Linked DNA regions of Mus musculus: region 1 is linked to region 2. Evidence: chromatin contacts called from public HiChIP or PLAC-seq data. All regions are on one chromosome and are shown on one strand. Each heading gives the region's core, a stretch centred on a gene start, on an enhancer-like site or on the middle of the called end of the contact. The rest is flanking DNA. Distances are from core to core; before and after follow the strand shown. Region 1 holds the start of Fancg (Fanconi anemia, complementation group G). Region 2 holds the start of Tmem8b (transmembrane protein 8B).

Region 1 (3,594 bases), core at 861-3,360, 660 kb before region 2:
GGGTACACAGTTAGAGCCTGTCCCCAAAACAAAGTGGGCAGCCTGGCATGGTGGTGCACACCTCTAATCCCAGCACTTAGGAGACGGAGGTATGTGGGTCTTTGAAGCCCTCCTGGTCTAAGGCTACATAGTAAGACCTTGTCTCCAAAAAAAAAAAAAAGTGTGTGTGTTGTAAAGTGGAAGTAGACTAGAGAAATGGTTCAGTGGTTAAGAGCACTTATTCTTACAGAGGACCCAACTTCAGTTCCTAGCATCTACATGATGGCTCCCAATTAGTGGCTCTTTAACTCCAGTTCCAGGGGATCCAACCCCCTCTTCTGACTTCCATGGGTACCAGGCACAAACATGGTACACATACATATATTCAAGTCAAACACTCAAACACATAAAATTACATTAGAAAACAGGAAGATGGGCAGGAAGGGAAGATGGAAAAGGTAGAGTGCTTGCTTAGCATGTCTGAAGCCCTAGGAGATTTGGGGGTGTGGGGAGGTACATTCATCTTCATTTCCCCAGTTACCTGGCTGCCATTTAGGGTTTGTAACAGCAAGGTCAGGTCCTCCAGGTGGTCGGTACTCATCCAGAAGACAGCTTGAAGGCTGGCCAGGCAGTGTAAGGCAGGCAGCAGCTCCGGTGGAAGGGAGGAAGCAGAGAGGACAGAGTGCCACAGCTCCTTGAGTCCCTGCTGTGACTTGGGCTCCAGGTGATGCTGGGCCTCCAGCACTGTAAAGCACAAACACACACACATACACACACACACCCATCTCTCATCTCCCTATACTCTCTGGGTTTTCCTTTCTGAAAGAGCCCAAAGACTACAATAATACACCTGCCTAGTCTGAGGAACATACAGAGGATTAGAAAAGAACATCTGTCTCCGTGGACAGATGTTCCTCTCACCCCCCAGCCTCATCCCTAAATCCAAACTGAAACTACCAGGAGCAGAGGAGACCTTACCTCTTTCGAGGCCCCTTTGAAGATCCTGGGTAAGATCTTCAGTGAAAGCCTGGACTAGGCTAGCCCTCAGGATTATACAATTACAGAGGACAGTCAGCTCCAAGGGGAGAGCGGGGACAGCAGCAGGGAGTCCTGGAGCGACAGGATGCTGGTCTCACAGGCTGTCCCATGAAACACAGCCCAAATGGTTTCCAACCCAGAGACCAACCCCACTCCAACCAAGGCTTCAAGAAGGAATTCAGTTTTTGCTCAGACAACTTTGGAAAGAGCAGGAAGTTCTCTAAATCTCCTGAAAATCACCTCTTCAAATGTTCCTGTGTGTGTGTGTGTGTGTGTGTGTGTGTGTGTGTGTGTGTGTGTGTGTGTGTGAAAAGAAGAAGGAATTAAGCTACTGAAAGACAATCCCACCCAGTCTCTTCTGGGCTTTACGCAGGACTCCATAAGCCCTAGGAAAATCACCTCAATCCTAGAACCTCGTAAAAGAAGCTCATCTTTGAATGCTGGTGATTTGCGGGGTGGTCTGAGGGGGGAACTGAACCTTCTGGAAGGTCGTTCTTACCTTGTAGAGTGAGGAGGAGTTCCCTAAGCCCTTCCAGTGTGTCTTGGGCCGATTGCTGTCGCCTCAGAGAGGGACGAGAATCCCTGGTGAGTTGCTGAAATTATGTAGGGAGGCATTAAGGATCAGTCTTTCTCCCTTGTAACAGAGACAGGGAGGGACACATATTCCTGTCACTTCTGTTTCTAAGGACGGAGGTCAAGCTCTGTTCCTTCCCCCTAGACTAGGGTGAGATCATTACAAAGCCGCTTTCTGACATCTTGAGGGTACAAGGTGAGAGTCCCAGCAACCACATTACCTTAGCCTGTCTAACAAGCTGGTCGTTCTTTTCCCTCCACAGGTCCAGGCTACTGGAAAATGTTTTGGGGAGGGCTGGAATGACCTGGCTGGACATTGTCGCCGAGGTAGATCACTGTTACCCGAAGGGGTCTTTTCATGGGTGGAGGCTGGTCCCACCGGTGTCTTCACCCTAACCGCAAGAAGCCACTTCTGCACCCCACCGGACTCCCCCCGGGTCGCAGCCGGGCTTGCTCTCCCTGACCAGAAACCCACCTCTCAGTCCCCGCCACCACCCACCGCGCCTGTGGTTGGCCAAGCTGCAACACTCTCGGCCGCGGTTGGTTGTCTTCAAGAGACGGTTCCGCGGGAAACTGAAAAGAAACCCGGAACAAGGAGGCGGGGAGACAGGAGGCCAGCCACATGCCAAGGACGAACTGCTGGGTCTGCAGGGCCTCCGCGGGGGTCAGAGTGTTGAGGCTAGTTTAGGAGGAGTGGGTCTTGGCACCAGTCTCTGGCGGCGCTCTGCCTTAGAACCAACGGCAGTCCAGGTTTCCCCGCTCCGTGGCTGGAAGACGGACCGCGCGGTGTTTGCTGGGAGTTGTAGTACTGTGGAGAACGCCCAAGAAAAGATTCCTCATCACCCATCCCTACCCCCACCCAACCCCCCAACCCCGGAAGAAAATGTCTCCCGAAAACTAAGGACAGGAGACTGAAGCCCTTGGTAATCTCATCCTTTCTCTTTGAGAAAAACAAAAAAACAAAAAACGCGGAGAATCGGACATTCCTACGCAGAAAGGAAGGAGAAAAAAAGTACTTGACACTATGTATATGGTAGCAGCAACTCAAAACACTTCACAAAAGACATACAAGAGCCCCAAATAAAGCTGGGCGTGGTGGCACACGCCTTTAATCCCAGCACTGGGGAGACAAAGGCAGGCAGATTTCTGAGCCTGGTCTACAAAGTGAGTTCTTGGACAGTCAGGGCTATACAGAGAAACCCTGTCTAGAAAAAGAAAAAAAAAAGAGCCCCAAATAAAAAGCTTAGAAAACAAGAAATCACTTTCACAGGTTTAACAAGATTTGCTTTTGCCTTGTTGTTATCATTTTTGAAGGCTTGTTTTTATTTTGTGTTTTTTAAAATTACGTTTATGCGTCTGTTTATGGGTAGGTACATGTGAGTGCATGCAGGACTGATGGGCAGAGATGCCCAATGCCCTGGATTTGAATTTTAGTCCTTAGCCACCTGACATGGGCACTGGGAACCAACCTTGAACACAGGCCTGAGGGCCTGCACGAGCACTAAGTACTCTTAAGACGAGCCGTCTGTACAGCCCGATGATATTTTTGAGAGTTTCACTGTGTAATCCTGGCTGGCCTGGTACTGGCTTTGCAACCTCCACCTGATGGTGATCCTCCTGCCTGAGCCTCTCAAGTGCTAGAATTACAGGTGTGCACCATCTTATCCAGCAGGCAATGAGAGTTTTGTTGTTGTTGTTGTTGTTGTTGTTGTTTCTTTTTTGGGTGGAGGTGCGGGGGGGGGGGGGTGCAGTGGTGGTGGTTGTTGTGTTCTTTTTCTTTTCCAGAGAGGCTTTCTCTGTGTAGCCCTGATGCCCTGGAACACCCTCTGTACACCAGGCTGGCCTCAAACTCACAGAGATTAGCCTGTCTCTGCCTCTCAAGTGCTGGAGTTAAAGGTGTACACTGCCTCGACCATACGTGGCAACGTTCACCATTCTTATTTTTTATTTTTTTAAAGACTCATTTATTTACAGTGTTCTTCTTCTACCTACATGTATGCTTGC
Region 2 (3,652 bases), core at 539-3,038:
TCTCCACTACCACCTCTGCATATCCACCCACTCAACCTTACACTTAGGACATATTTTATAAACATCCCAAACTAACACTTTACTCAGGCACCATGTATGCATCTGGGACCAGATGAGCTTGAGAGGCAATGCAGCACACAGGAGCAGAATGGATGGCTTGTCTCCAGGATGCTGTGAAGAGGGAGGGTGCTAGATTCACCCTAGAAAGATCCAGGAGGGAAGCTCTTTCCTCCTCCAGCAAGACCTTTTGAACACACACAACCTTCTGAACCAGCCTAATGGATGACATCCAAGTTTCTTGGCCCTGACTGGCAAGGTCTGTTGTCACCACCTCAGACCCTTTCAGGTGCTAAGGAATGAACTGGAGGCTTTTATATGCTGGCAAGTGCTCTATCATGGAGCTACACCCAAAAACCCTTGGTATTTTGAGACAGGGTCTCACTATAGGCCTGGCTGGCCTAGAATTTGGACCAAGCTGGCTTTAAACTGGCAATAATTCTCCTGCCTCTACTTCCCAGGTACTGAAATTACAGGCCAGTGCCACCACTCGGGCTTCCAACACAGACCCTGTCATCTGTACAAGTCTATCATCATTTGTAAGAGCTACTTAAGGATTCACGTGTTTCTCTGATCTGTAGTGTGTCCCGTGTCTCAGAGACAGTATTAGCTACCTTGAGATATTGCATCTTAAGCTCATTAGAGCGATCTCTCAGCAGAAGACCTGGGTTTAATTCTCAACATGGCTGCTCACGACCGCCCGTAATTCTAGTCCCAAGGGCTCTGACCCTCTCTTCCAGCCTCCACAGACACTGTACTCATGTGGTGTACAAATATACACGCAGGCAAACACACCCATACACATAAAATAAAATTAAAGGTTTGTTTTTTAAAAAAGTAATTACTTTCCCTGGGGTCTTTCTACAGGGCAAACTAGCAAAGGGGCAGAGGGAGGATGACGAGAAAGTGGGTGAGAACGCGGACAAAAAGTAGAGGACGAGCGGGGAAGGACAGATGGTATTAGGAAAAGTGGCAGGGTAAAGGGCTGGGGTGGAGGGCTGTTTGAAAAACTACCTACCTCTCTGCTTGGGCTTGGTGATCCCAAGTCCTTAGGTCAGGATCTTTACCTGGGTTGGAGGGGGAAGTATTGATTCTGACCTACGGAATGGTTTTGCTGTTGATGAGCCAGGCTGTAGGTGCTAACTGAGAGGCCTTGTTAAGTTTGTTTGGGAAGGCGTAGGCACCTGCAGACCTTAGCAAAGGGACTCTGGCCCCAGTTGATAAAGGCAGTAAAGGGAAGGAAGAAGAGAGGTCCAGGGCCAATGAAGGATGCGCTCTAGAACCCAGGACAGGCTTCGATCCCCAGGGCAACAGAAATGCCAAGTAGTCTCCAGGGCAACAGAAGTCTTCTCGTCATCTCCGGGCGTGGGTGAGGTTTCCTGAGAGGGCTGCTTTGGATCTAGTTGGGATCAGAGTTGAGTGAGTCTCTCTGTAGGCTGTGCAGACCTAGGAATGGGAGGAACACGGCCCGAGAGGAGCCTGGTTTTGTGAATTTCTGGAAGGTTTCTGTACAGTATGTGAGCCGCGTTCACTGGGAGATGTGGACCTGAGAGGTGACCCAGGGCCGGGCGGTGAGGCTTGAGACAGAGGCTCTAAGGTAGGCAGCGCAGCAGGCTTCAGTTAGAGGCCAATAGAATTGGGTAGGGGCGGGCTTTGCTGAGAGCGGCCAATCGCATGGGGCGCGGGGCGGAGCGTCAGGCGAGCGTCACGCCGCGGCCGCCGCGGGGCCTGGTTAACGCCGGTTCAGCGCAGCCCGGAGTCGCCCAGGCCTGAACTCCTCCCCAGGTCCCGGCCCCGGCCCCGGCCCCGGCCCCAGCCCCGAGCCCGCGAGGACGCCAGAGGCCACCCCCCGGGGGTGGGGAGCGGAGCCGCGGGTCAGCTCTACGAGCGTCCCGTGCTGGCCTGGCCGGCCCCGCCCCCGCCCCGGGCCATGGCCCAGCCCTTGTCCCGGCCCCTCATCCTATCCCAATTTCAGCCTTGGCCTCCGGCCACGCCCTCGCCCCGCTTCCCAAACCTGTCCAGGCCCCGGCCGGTGTCCCAGCGAATGTCCAGGTCCAGGTCCCCGCTTCAACCCCGGTCCCTGCCCCCAGCCTGGCCGCTATCTCCGCCTCGGCCCTTGTTCCACCCCTTGTCACAATTCCCAGCCCAGCATCTGACCCTGTCCCATTCCCCGCGTTTGCTTAAGCCCCTGGCCCAGCCACAGCCCTTGCTTCAATCTCCATCACACCCACTCCTTCCATCACACCTTCTGCCCTTGTTTGAGCCCCGGTGCTCAGTTCAGCGCCACCCAAAAAAAGCCCAGTCTTTGCCCCCATCTCTATGTTTGCCCAAGTCTCTTCCACTGGGTCCCCGCCTCTCTCATACTCTACCCCTCTCCCAGCCTCGACTCAGGTCTGGGCTCCAGCTGCCACCAGCCCTATTGCTGCTGTTGCTGTTTTCTGTCCTTGGTCCAGGGGCTGGTGAGTGGAGAAGCGGAAAGGATTGAGACCGGATGGGGTTCCAGGGAGGGATAGCTTGGAAAGAGTCGGGAGAGGTGGGACTTGGTGAGCTCGGTCACTGGGGGAAGAAATGTGTGTGTGTTGGAGGGGAAGAGCAAGAAGGGGGCTTACACAAGAGATGGATTTGCAGCCTTTAAGAGTGGTGAGGCAGGGACTCTCAGGTAGTTCAGCAGGTTGCTAATAGTCCTCAAGAGATGGAGATCTCCTTTCCCGGTGTCCATCCTGACTCCTTGAGTCTGGCTTACCCTGGGAAGTCTTGGGGACTTTGCTCCTTTTGTTTCCAAAGTTTTATGGAGAGGACATAGTAAAAGCTTTTATTGTAACCTGAGATATGGAGACACTGTAGCCTAAAACTTTGAGATAACAAACACGCATTAAAAGAAAAAAGGGCTGAAAAGCAGTTTTGAAGACAATATGTTGCATTATATAGATGGACATGGGTTATTTACTCTTTCTTCTTGTGCTGGGTCTTTCCCTAAGCAATCATAGCTGGGCTAAGGATAGTTTTTGATACGTTTAAAGCATGACTGAACCTCAGCACAATTCTGCAGATGAGGAAACTGAGGCTCAGGCAGGGAGCAGTTCAAAGTTGTGTTCTACATAGATGGCAATAGTGGAGCTAGAAAAAAAGGTTTCCTAATTCCCGTGACATAGTGGTTGTCTCCCTCCCCTCTTCCTCTGACTACAATACCCGATTGAAGTATTCCTCCATTGACCCAAGGCATAATCTCTTTCATAAACTGTTTCTCACTTGTATCTAGTTCAGGAAGCCCCTTGGCTGGTTAGTAGAGCCGCCCAGCCTCTTAATGGTCAGAATGAGAGAAGCAGAGAGGGGCCTAGCTTAAGGGGCAGAGGTGGTCCCATCAGGAAATGGCTAGTGTTCAAGGTCTTAGCCCCAAGCCACCTTTGCTGAGTGGCTCTGTATCGAGAGATTGTCCCAACTGTCTTTGGCAATAACAGCTAGCTGCAGCTGTGGGTGGCAGGGGTTTTCAATGATCTCAGTGGGTCTGCTCAGTGTACAGCCTGAGATCAGTGCCATCTGAGGGTCGTAGGCCTGCAGAGACGTGTGGGGACTGTGTACTTGTGTGTATAACAGG

Evidence for each region. HiChIP or PLAC-seq counts read pairs in DNA pulled down with a chosen protein or histone mark.
Region 1: an H3K4me3 HiChIP or PLAC-seq map of bone marrow-derived macrophages shows a contact between it and region 2, with 6 times the contacts expected there. The contact joins the promoter of Fancg here to the promoter of Tmem8b in region 2. A contact is called at or near these places in 1 of 39 promoter capture datasets (embryonic stem cells), 1 of 115 datasets of contacts at active chromatin or transcription factors (bone marrow-derived macrophages) and 3 of 9 other capture datasets (adipose tissue, liver and macrophages).

Annotation. Positions count from the first base shown.
Region 1 is chr4:43,008,191-43,011,784 of GRCm38.p6, forward strand. Fancg (Fanconi anemia, complementation group G) reads right to left here and starts at 2,111. Exons shown (of 14, transcript NM_053081.2): 1 at 1,812-2,111; 2 at 1,517-1,610; 3 at 958-1,089; 4 at 521-723. The coding sequence starts at 1,907.
Region 2 is chr4:43,667,519-43,671,170 of GRCm38.p6, forward strand. Tmem8b (transmembrane protein 8B) reads left to right here and starts at 1,789. Exons shown (of 13, transcript NM_001368840.1): 1 at 1,789-2,516. The coding sequence starts at 1,988. Fam221b (family with sequence similarity 221, member B) reads right to left here and starts at 1,341. Exons shown (of 7, transcript NM_175517.3): 1 at 1,076-1,341.